Linked DNA regions of Mus musculus: region 1 is linked to region 2. The links are chromatin contacts, called in public HiChIP or PLAC-seq maps. All regions are on one chromosome and are shown on one strand. Each heading gives the region's core, a stretch centred on a gene start, on an enhancer-like site or on the middle of the called end of the contact. The rest is flanking DNA. Distances are from core to core; before and after follow the strand shown.

Region 1 (5,703 bases), core at 533-3,032, 170 kb before region 2:
TCATTTATCTGCGGGATCCACAGTCTCGCCACCAGCCAAGACTGTGCTGTAGTCTGTTGGGTCCGGGTGCTGTTTGTGAAGCAGGCTTCAACTTCATAAATATATGGCACGTAAACAGGGAACTTGCATGAGCGGCTACCTGGGTGGAAGCTAGATGCCTTCATCTAGATCCTGAAGTAAAATTTATGAAATGAGATCTAAGAACAGTCAAAGGACTGGGGCCTCCCCACCTAGAGTCAGAGCCAAGAACAGTTAAAGGATTGGGGGCCTCCCTCCTATTTCCTTGCTCTCAGTCTTCTCAGAGCTTTACCACAGTAGCCATGATGGAGTTAGATGAACAAAGGGGACATAATGGATGGGCTGGAAACGCGCCAACTATGGTGTCTGCAAATTCTGACCTTCAAGCCAACAATGCATAGCTTAGGGCCCTACACTGTAATGGATACTTTAGAATGTCAACTTATCGATAAATACCCGGGGTACTAGCTTACAAGCTCAGCACTCAAAAGACAGATAGGAAAATTTTAAGTTTAGGGCTAGCCAAGTCTACATGGGGGACTCTGTTTCCAAACAGTAGCAGCAGCAGCAGCAGCAGCAGCAATAACAATGGGGGAAGAAACTCAACCAAGAGAGAGGTAAGGCATATTCTGGCTTTGAGTTCCAGAGGTTGTAGTCCATGGCTGCAGGAGTTCGTGGCTTTTAGACATGCAATAAGGAGAGAGTCTGCAGTTGTAAACCTGTTTATATCATGGCAGCTGGGGAAGAAAATGTGAGGGAGGGGGGAAGAAGAGGATAGAAAATCTGGGGTCCTAATATCCTCTTCAAGGGCATGTTCCCAATGATGTTAAGTTGCTTCTGCTAGAAGCTATCTCTTAAGAATATGCACATATATATGTATATATACATAAGTATATATGCCTATACATATATATGTAGAGAGATAAATAATAAATATAATTATTTATTATATAATTTCTCTATATATACACATACATACATACATACATACATACATACATACATATGGAGAGAGAAGCTTTGTATTGGGCTTACAGATGTATCTAGCTTTGGAGAAAGTCTTAACTGCATGAGAACTTTAGAGGAAATTCAGGATTCAAATAATTCTACTTGGAAACCTATTAGAGATGCAAATTCTGGAATTCATTCAAGACTGACTAAATCAGAAAATTTAGCCATGGGATAGCTGTGCCTGTTTAAAACAAGCTCTCTAGGTAATTTGGACTCTCTCTCTCTCTCTCTCTCTCTCTCTCTCTCTCTCTCTCTCTCTCTCTCACACACACACACACACACACACACACACACGCATGCACGCACTACACTAACAGTCATTTCAGAATGGAGCAGAAGTGAGGGCTATTGAAAAAGAGTCGGGGAGCACACGGGGCTTGGGAACTTGCTAGACACACCTATCAGGCCCTGCCCTCCCAAGATTTTGACCTAATTGTACAACAATTGATCATTTCTTTCTGTTGATTCTCGTTGCATCAGTGATTCATAATCTCAGCTTTAAAACACTTAAATGTGGAGAGAAAGATGCACCCTGTTCACCTTTGTGAGGTGAAAGCCACCAGCAGCTGAACTGTGGATTGAGAAGAGAACCAGGCCACCTTAGGTCAACCCCTGCACAGCCTAGGGTCAACAGGTTTAGCTGTGTTTGCCTCAGCTTACAGGCGTTGGCACACAGGCTAGGTTCTGCTTGTGGGGCATGGACCAGCTGCAGGTCAGGGCGGGAGAGTCTTGGTTCTGCTCATGATCACTAGATGGCAGCACTGGACTTCAGCTTCCACAGGAAACATCCCGAGCCTGCACAGCCAGGCTCTGCTGTCTGGTGCCAACTCCAAGCTTTCGGTTTCATAATCCTTAGAGGCTTGTGCATATCGGCACCAACACAGGGAGCACAGAAGGCACAAGCGAGGCTATGATTTATTTCCTTGTTTCGCTCCAACATGTGATCATCTCATTACATACACTCCTCTGGCCTCCTTGGTCTTGGTCAGTGTTGTGGACTCTCTCTTGCTGGGATAAACACTCTGATCAGAAGCAACTTGGGGAGGGAGGGTTTATTTGGCTTACACTTCCAGGTCATGGTCCACCATGGAGGGAATCAGAGAAAAGCAGGAGATTGAAGCAAAACAATGGAGGAACACTGCTTGCAGGCTACCTCTCTAGCTCACTCAGTCACAAGCTCAGCTAGCTTTCTTATACATGGCCTTCTTAAGGATGGTGCCATCCACAGTGGACTGGGTCCTCCCACATCAATTAAGAATCAAGGCAGTGTCTCACAGACATGCCTGCAAGCCAATTCTCAATGGAGGCTTTCTGCTCAGATGACTCTAAACCTTGTCATGTTGACAACAGAGCTAACTTGGACAGACACTGTACTGACTATATAGAAGCCAAAGACACATCCCATACATTAAGTTGTGTGTGTGTGCTCGTGCACATGCAAAGGAGGCTAAAACAACCTGCAACAGCAACAAAAGTACAAACTGAAGACAGAGATTGTTGTATAGAAAGGAATCGTAGTCAAAAGAAGATGACCCCCCAGTCAACGCATGCAAATATGAGCCCCGTCCTTGCCATTGGTGAACATGCAGCTTAGTTTTCTCCTCTGTCACTGAGTGGATGGAGAACACGTCTGTTTTCTTCCTTTTCTTGAAAGGTTAAAAACTACACAATATTACAGACATGCCAAAAATTAGTGAAATACAATCTACTTGAATATTCCTATAGTTCAGGTCTACTCAAAATCCCGCAGCACACTGCTCTCAGTCAACTTTACCGTGAGTGGAGCGTGAAGCTTCCATAGTGTTGTATTACTTTTTCTGAGATGTGAAGAAATGTTTGTCCACCCTAGACAGAGTCAAAGTTAGACTAAAGCAGTAGCTCTCAACCTTCCTAATGTGGAGACCCTTTAATATAGTTCCTCATGTGGTGACTGCTAACTATAAAATTAGTTTGTTGCTACTTTATAACTGTAATTTTGCCATTGTTATGAATCATAATTCAGATATTTGATATGCTGGGCCCAAATCAGCTGTCGCTCACAGGCTGAGAGCTGGTGGAGTAAAGAAACAACTCCATTCATGTCCAGCATGATGAACCAGTTAGTAAGACTTATAGGGACCTGGGTGAGGAATTACTTATAGGCATATGGATGACCCCAAGCCCATCATTGAGAAATTCTACCAGAGCATGGGTGAAGAAGATCTCTTGAATGGTATTAGTGGAGCCTGATCCTGTCTACTTAGCTTTCCATGTTTTGTATACTCCATGTCATGTGCAGCTAGGGCTGGGTTGTAGAGACCCTCCCCATCTACTTCTACAAGGAAAGCTAACTATGGGTTTAGTCTTGTGAGGCTCTGTGAATGTGGGCAAGCATAGCTGTATTGACTGTAAGGGAACAATGGTTTGTCATGGCAGGAGAGCTGAGTTCCGCAGCTAGCTCATGGGTTCTCCGGAACCTCTTTGTTGATTGCCTTCTGCAGGAATGTCTTCATGAGGGGACCTTGGTGTCAGAGTCAGCATCATCTGAGTTATCACTGCTTGTCCTTTGTAGTGTTACAGAATTGCTTAATGGGAAATGCAGTGTGCTTCTCTTTCTTTACACACATTGAGAAAAGAAACCACAACAATAATGAAATTAGAACACCGTGAAACACATTGCAAAAAAGCCAGGAAACTCATTGCAATGGAGCCTGCTAGGTTTTGCTGCAAGTGAGCAGGAAATCACTTTTTTTTTTTTTTTTTTTTTTTTTTTTTTTTTTTTTTTTTGGTAGAAAGTAGCTTGGTGAGTGGAGGGCTCTTGTTATTCCTAGGAAGGTGGTGAGTGCAGTACAGGCTGGGAGAGCCTTCATGTTCCAGAAGACTGTAGATGAAAATAGATGACACAAGATTTGGATTCTAACATCATCTTTGGCTTTAAGTGAGAAAAATAGGTCCTCTAAGCACCATATCTTGCTTTTAAAGCAATAACTACATGCCTGGGGAGAGCAGTTAGTAAAGTACTTGCTGTGAGTTTGATCCCCCAGACCCCAAATCTAGGTAGAGACGCAGAGCTGGGGAATTCAAGGAAGGTAGCTCCTCAGCCAATGGGAGAGCTGGCAGAGCGGCAGATGCTCCTAGGCACTTAGCTTCTCCAGCCCCAAGTCTATTTTTTATTTATACTTAAAATTCATTCTCTGAGAATATAGTTTTTCACACAGTATATTCTTATTATGGTTTCCCTTCACCAAACTCCTCCAGACCCTCTTCCCCGACTTTTGCACTTCCAAATCCTCTCTCTCACTCATATTAGAAAAAATTCAGGTATCTAAAAATAATAAAATAAGATAAAATAAAAACAAACAAACCAGAATAGGACTAAACAAACAAGCAAACATGCTAATAAAATAAGCTTGAAAAAAAGCACAAGAAACACATAGAGTCAGAAACACATATCTTTGAACTAACAAAAATCCTACAAAAATTAAAAATTGGAAACCACAATATTAAGCAAAAGACCTGAAAAGTTAAAAGAAAAGCAAGCCCCAAAAAGCAATATGACAGAAAAAAAAATCCTCCAAATATATGCTATTGAGTTTATTTTGGTTTCGGGATCAGAGTAATTGTGGCCCCTTAAAAAGAATTAGGTAATGTTTTCCTGTTTCTAGTTTGCAGAATCATCTAAGAAGTATCAGTTTTACATTCTTCTCTTTTTTGGTAGAATTCTGGGCTGAATCTATCTGTTTTTTGTTTGTTTGTTTGTTTTGTTTTTGTTTTTGTTTTTTGTTTTGGTTTGTAGACATTTAATTATTGCTTCTATTATACTAAGGATTATTTGTCTGTTTAAATTGCTTATCTTATCTTGGTTTAAATTTGGTAGGTGGAATAGATCAAGAAATTTATCCATTTATTTTAGTTTTCCTATTTGGTTGTGTACTGATTTTCAAAGCATGTCCTTATGATCTATGGGTTTCCTTGGTGTCGGTATGTTCCCCTTTTTATTTCTAATTTGTTAATTTGGATGTTCTATCTCCACTTTTTAGTTAATTTGGCTAAGGGTTTGTCAATCTTACTGGTTTTCTCAAAGAACCAGTTCTTTGTTTCATTGATTCTTTTTATTGTATTTTGTTTGTTTGTTTCTATTTTATTGATTGATTTTAGCTCCACATTTAATTATTTCTTGCCATCTACCCCTTTGGGGGATGACTACTATTTATACCCACCCACCTATCTTTCTTTCTCTCTCTCTTTCTTTCTTTCTTTCTTTCTTTCTGCTCTGGATCTTTCAGTGCTGTTAAGTTACTAGTATGAGCTCTTTCCATCTCCTCTGTGTGTGTGTGTGTGTGTGTGTGTGTGTATGTGTGAGAGAGAGTGTGCGTGTGTAGATACTTTGCGTATAAACTTTCCTCTTAGAGCTGCTTTCATTGTGTCCAATGGGCTTAGGCATGTTATATTTTCAATTTCATTCAATTCTAAAAAGTTTTAAATTTCTTTCTTAATTTCTGTCTTGATTTATTTTTCATTCAGTAGAGAGTTGTTCAGTTTCCTTGAGTTTGTAAGGTTTCTGTTGCTGTTGATATCCAACTTTAATCTGTGGTAGTCTGATACAATGCATGGAGTTATTTCAATTTTCTTGTATTAGTAGAGACTTGCTTTGTGTTGAAATATGTGGTCAGTTTTGGAGAAAGTTACATGAGC
Region 2 (6,075 bases), core at 866-3,365:
CGGCCGCAACAGCACACTTTCTTAATTTGAAGACCACTACATAATGCTAAGGACAGCACACTGATCAGGCCAACTGCAAGTTTCTTTCCAATTCCTGTCTTCTAGATTCTACTGTTAGGTTCAAGGGCATTTCCAATTAGAGCAGTGGCAGTAGACTTCAGCATCCTCCAAGAAATATTCAAGAAGAGAAGACAGTGACCAAGGCTGATACTTAGCTGGTAAAGTGCTTGCCTTGCATATACACATTCCTGGGCTCAGGTCCCCGTACAGTGTCTACTGGGTGTGTGTGAAAATCTGCCATGTCATCACAGGGGTGTGAGGCAATAGGATCAATGTCAAGATAATTGTTGGCTACATATGAAGTTCAAGGCCAGCCTGTGGTATTTGAGACAGTTTCTCAAAAGAACTGTTTCACAAGAATAAAGGACAACTTTTAGTCTCCTCTTAATCCAAGAAATCAACCCATGACCCAGTTAACCTGAACCACATATTACTTCACTCCATCAGTATTTTCCTGTGTTCTTGGAAGTTTATGTCATGTTACATTGTTATTGAAGAGACATGACTCCCATGGTGCTTCCTATGTTTTTGTTTGTTTGTTCACTTGACATAAGATAGGGTCATTTGAGAAAAAAAAAAAAAGAACCTTGATTTACAAAATGCCTCTATCAGGTTGGCCTATAGAAAAAGTCTTTAGGGGGTATCTTCTTGACTAATGACTGATGTAGAGGGCCTAGCCCACTGTGGACCATGCCAGCAATGGACAAATTGCTTAGAAGCCATATAAGAAATGGCACAGCAAGCTAGGAAACAGGGTTCCTTCATGGCTACTGCAACAGCTCCTGCATACAGGAGCCCACCTTGAGTTCCCAACCTGATTTCTCTCAGTTATGGACTGTGATCCTGGGCCATATTAGCCAAATTTCCTCAACAAGTTGTTTTTGGTTCTGATGTCTGTCACATCAACAGAAGGGAGCTTAGACACCTCCCCCCACTATAATCTTTTAAAATAAATTCTCACATGGGGAAGGTTACACTGGTCACACAGCTAATAGTCTGTTAGAAACTGAAGACTCCCACTGACCAAAAACAGGAGGCTTCATATGTCAGAGGTCAGGGAACTAAGTGGAGAAGACACATACTACTTAACCAGAAAAGAATTCTCAGAAGAGCTATTTGCCTAAGAGACCTGCTGTCACATTCACAGCAGAACCAGTTATAAAGAATTCCCCAAGAGAGGAGGGCTGAGGTGGTCAACAGCTGAGATAAGGACAAGGTCAAAATCCTTTCTGCATCCAACTATCCAATTCATATATGAAGAGTATTCTAGAAGAATATTCTTTAACTTAGTTTGTCATCATGTCCCTGAAGCAGAGTATTTCAGAAAGCACACACATAACCAGGAATTTCTTCTGTCATGGAATTCAAGTTCAGCAGACATTGATTTTGGAACAAATGTGCTGGTGCCACCTGTAATCAACAACTTTCTGGTAATACTTCCTTAGAATCTAAGGACATAATGACTGGGTAGTGTTGGTATAAATTCACATTTGCTGTTGTCTTCAACTGACCTTTGATGCCCAAGGCCCCTCACCACTCATGTGGTGTTCTATTTTATACACACACACACACACACACACACACACACACACACACACACACAAACACACACACACACACACACATATATTACAGGGCAATTCTTCAAACCAAGGGAAATGCTTCTTTGTGGTTTTGGCTGTTCAACAATCTCCTACAAAAGTTTCTGTTTTGAAAAGCAATATCTGAGTGTTTCTGTAGTAAACAGACATAAGACTCAGCTTATATAGTGCAATTCTAACAGAAAAATACACATCAGAAGATCTGTATTAATCATATCTCCTTCAATTCTGATTGAGTTATATAAGTTTATAAAGACTTCTCAGGCTAGCAAGATTCAGAATTTTGAGGACTAATAACTAAATTTCCTAAGTTGCATAGCCAACATGATGTGCAAACAACATACAGGTATAAAAGTGCAAATTCAGGGCTGAAGAGATGGTTCAATGATCAGAGCACTGGCTGACTTACCAGGGAACCTAAGTTTAATTCCCAGCATCAATATAGCAAGCCAAAACCATCTGTAACTTCAGTCCCAGGGGATCCAACACCCTTTTATGACTTTTGTGGGCACCAGACACTCACATGGTACACAGACATTTATACATGCAAACACTCACCTATCCTTACAAATAAGAATTTTAAAAATTACAAATGCACAATTAATAATCTTAAAAGATCCCTTATTGTAACAGGACTATGAATGATTTATTTCCTTGTATGTGTTCTAAACCTGCCTAATAAATATTTAAACTTTGTTATGTTTTGCAGAAGCGAGGTTTCCATCTATCATAAAATGTGCTTTAAAATTCTCTACTGAGAATTATGATATTCTGTGGTCAGGCTTAAGCTTACCTGCACAAAATTTATTTTCTTTTTTTTTCCAATTTTTATTAGGTATTTACTTCATTTACATTTCCAATGCTATCCCAAAAGTCCCCTATACCCTCCCCACCTCCTGCTCCCCTACCCTCCCACTCCCACTTCTTGGCCCTGGTGTTTCCCCTGTACTGGAGCACATAAAGTTTGCAAGACCAAGGGGCCTCTCTTCCCAATGATGGCCAAATAGGCCATCATCTGCTATATATGCAGCTAGAGACACGAGCTCTAGGGGTACTGGTTAGTTCATAATGTTGATCCCTTCAGCTCCTTGGGTACTTTCTCTAGCTCCTCCATGGGGGCCCTGTGTTCCATCCAATAGATGACTGTAAGCATCCACTTTTGTGTTTGCCAGGCACTGGCAAAGCCTCACAAGAGACAGCTATATCAGGATTCTTTCAGCAAAATCTTGTTGGCATATGCAATAGTGTCAGCCTTTGGTTGCTGATTATGAGATGGGCCCCCGGGTGAGGCAGTCTCTGGATGGTCCATCTTTTCGTCTCAGCTCAAAACTTTGTCTCTGTAACTGCCTCCTTGGGTGTTTTCTTCCTAATTATAAGAAGGGGAAAAGTGTACACACTTAGCTCTTTGTTCTTTTTTAATTTCATGTGTTTTCCAAATTGTATCTTGGGTATTCTAAGTTTCTGGGCTAATGTCCACTTATCAGTGAGCGCATATCATGTGAGTTCTTTTGAGATTGGGTTACCTCACTCAGGATGATATCCTCCAGATCCATCCATTTGCCTAGGAATTTCATAAATTCATTGTTTTTAATAGCTGAGTAGTACTCCATTGTGTAAATGTACCACATTTTCTGTATCCATTCCTCTGTTGAGGGACATCTGGGTTCTTTCCAGCTTCTGCCTATTATAAATAAGGCTGCTGTGAACATAGTGGAATATGTGTTCTTATTATCAGTTGAAACATCTTCTGGATACATACCCAGGAGAGGTATTACTGGATCCTCCAGTAGTACTATGTCAAATTTTCTGAAGAACCTCCAGACTGATTTCCAGAGTGGTTATACAAGCTTACAATCCCACTAGCAATGGAGGAGTGTTCCTCTTTCTCCATATCCTTGCCAGCATCTGCTGACACATGAATTTTTGATCTTAGTAATTCTGACTGGTGTGAGGTAGAATCTCAGGGTTGTTTTGATTTGGATTTCCCTGATGATTAAGGATATTGACCATTTTTTTCAGGTGCTTCTCAGCCATTCGGTATTCCTTAGGTGAGAATTCTTTGTTTAGCTCTGAGCCCCATTTTTTAATGGGGTTATTTGGTTTTCTGGAGTCCATTTTCTTGAGTTCTTTATATATATTGGATATTAGTACCCTATCTGATTTAGGATTGGTAAAGATCATTTCCCAATCTGTTAATGGCCTTCTTGTCTTATTGACAGTGTCTTTTGCCTTACAGAAGCTTTGCAATTTTATGAGGTCCCATTTGTCAATTCTTGATTTTATAGCTCAAGCCATTGCTGTTCTATTCAGGAGTCTTTCCCTTGTGCCCATATCTTTGAGGCTTTTCCCCTCTTACTCCTCTATAAGTTTCAGTGTCTCTGGTTTTATGTGGAGTTCCTCGGTCCACTTAGAGTTGACCTTAGTACAAGGAGATAAGAGTGGAACAATTCACATTCTTCTTCATGATAACCGCCAGTTGTGCCAGCACCATTTGTTGAAAATGCTGTCTTTTTTCCACTGGATGGTTTTAGCTCCCTGTCAAAGATCAAGTGACTATAGGTGTGTGGGATCATTTCTGGGTCTTCAATTCTATTCCACTGATCTACCTGTCAGTCACTATACCGGTCACTATATCACAATTGCTCTACAGTACAGCATTAGGTCAGGAATGGTGATACCACCAGAGATTCTTTTATCATTGAGAAGATTTTTTGCTATCCTAGGTTTTTTGTTATTCCAGATAAATTTTCAAATTGCCCTTTCTAATTCATTGAAGAATTGAGTTGGAATTTTGATGGGGATTACATTGAATCTGTAGATTGCTTTCAGCAAGATAGCCATTTTCACTATATTGATTCTGCCAATCCATGAGCATGGGAGATCTTTCTATCTTCTGAGATGTTCTTTAATTTCTTCCTTCAGAGACTTGAAGTTCTTATCCTACAGATCATTCACTTCCTTAGTTAGAATCACACCAAGGTATTTTATATTATTTGTGCCTATTGTGAAGGGTGTTGATTCCTAATTTTTTTCTCAGTCCCTTTATCATTTGTGTAGAGAAAGGCCACTGATTTGTTTGAGTTCATTTTATATCCAGCTACTGCACTGAAGCTGTTTATGAGGCTTAGGAGTTCTTTGGTGGAATTTTTAGGTCATTAATCTGATCCTGATTTAACTTTGGTATTTGATATCTGTCTAGAAATTTGTTCATTTCATCCAGGTTTTCCAGTTTTGGTGAGTATAGCCTTTTGTAGAAGGATCTGATGGTGTTTTGGATTTCTTCAGAATCTGTTGTTATGTCTCCCTTTTCATTTCTGATTTTCTTAATTTGGATGCTGTCCCTGTGCCCTCTAGTTAGTCTAGCTAAGGGTTTATCTTTCTTGTTGATTTTCTCAAAGAACCAGCTCCTCCTTTGGTTGATTCTTTGAATAGTTCTTTTTGTTTCCACTTGGTTGATTTCGCCCCTGAGTTTGATTATTTCCTGCCATCTACTCCTCTTGGGTGAATTTGTTTACTTTTGCTCTAGAGCTTTTAGGTGTGCTATCAAGCTGCTAGTGTATGCTATTTTTAGTTTCTTTTTGAAGGCACTCAAGAGCTATGAGTTTTCCTCTCAGGAATTCTTTCATTGTGTCCCATAAGTTAGGGTATGTTGTGGCTTCATTTTCATTAAACTCTAAAAAGTCTCTAATTTCTTTCTTTATTAAAAAGTCTCTAATTTCTTTCTTTATTTCTTCCTTGACCAAAATATCGTTGAGTAGAATCTTGTTCATTTTCCACTTGAATGTTGGCTTTATATTATTTATGTTGTTATTGAAGATCAGCCTTAGTCCGTGGTGATCTGATAGGATGCATGGGACAATTTCAATAATTTTGTGTCTGTTGAGGCCTGTTTTGTGACCAATTATATGGTCAATTTGGAGAAGGTATCATGAGGTGCTGAGAAGAAGGTATATCATTTTGTTTTAGGATAAAATCTTCTGTAGATATATGTTAAATCCATTTGTTACATAACTTCTGTTAGTTTCAAGTGTCTCTGTTTAGTTTCTGTTTCCAGGATCTGTTCACTGATGATAGTGAGGTGTTAAAGTCTCCCACTATTATTGTGTGAGGTGCAATGTGTGCTTTGAACTTTACTAAAGTTTCTTTAATGAATGGAGCTGCCCTTACATTTCTAGCATAGATAATCAGAATTCCGAGTTCAACTTGGAAGATTTTAACTTTGATGAGTATGAAGTGACCCTTCTTGTCTTTTTTGATAACTTTGGGTTTGAAGTCGATTTTATTTGATATTAGAATGGCTACTCCAGGTTGTTTCTTGGGACCATTTGCTTGAAAAATTGTTTTCCAGCCTTTCACTTTGAGGTAGTGTCTGTCTTTTTCCCTGAGATGGGTTTCCTGTAAGCAGCAAAATGTT

Evidence for each region. HiChIP or PLAC-seq counts read pairs in DNA pulled down with a chosen protein or histone mark.
Region 1: a RAD21 HiChIP or PLAC-seq map of pro-B cells shows a contact between it and region 2, with 5 times the contacts expected there. The contact joins two enhancer-like sites. A contact is called at or near these places in 2 of 15 datasets of contacts at CTCF or cohesin (large pre-B cells and pro-B cells) and 1 of 115 datasets of contacts at active chromatin or transcription factors (large pre-B cells).

Annotation. Positions count from the first base shown.
Region 1 is chr9:7,591,535-7,597,237 of GRCm38.p6, reverse strand. The region is part of intron 2 of Gm31751 (a long non-coding RNA gene); the gene reads left to right. Among named protein-coding and RNA genes, the nearest start is that of Mmp27, 23 kb to the right of the region's middle. Within about 2 kb of position 1,782, at least 123 of the 459 cell types and tissues checked have an H3K27ac peak or open chromatin away from gene starts, as enhancers often do. A contact at or near this core is called in pro-B cells, where this site is marked.
Region 2 is chr9:7,418,826-7,424,900 of GRCm38.p6, reverse strand. No RefSeq gene overlaps it. Among named protein-coding and RNA genes, the nearest start is that of Mmp3, 24 kb to the left of the region's middle. Within about 2 kb of position 2,115, at least 1 of the 459 cell types and tissues checked has an H3K27ac peak or open chromatin away from gene starts, as enhancers often do. A contact at or near this core is called in pro-B cells, where this site is marked.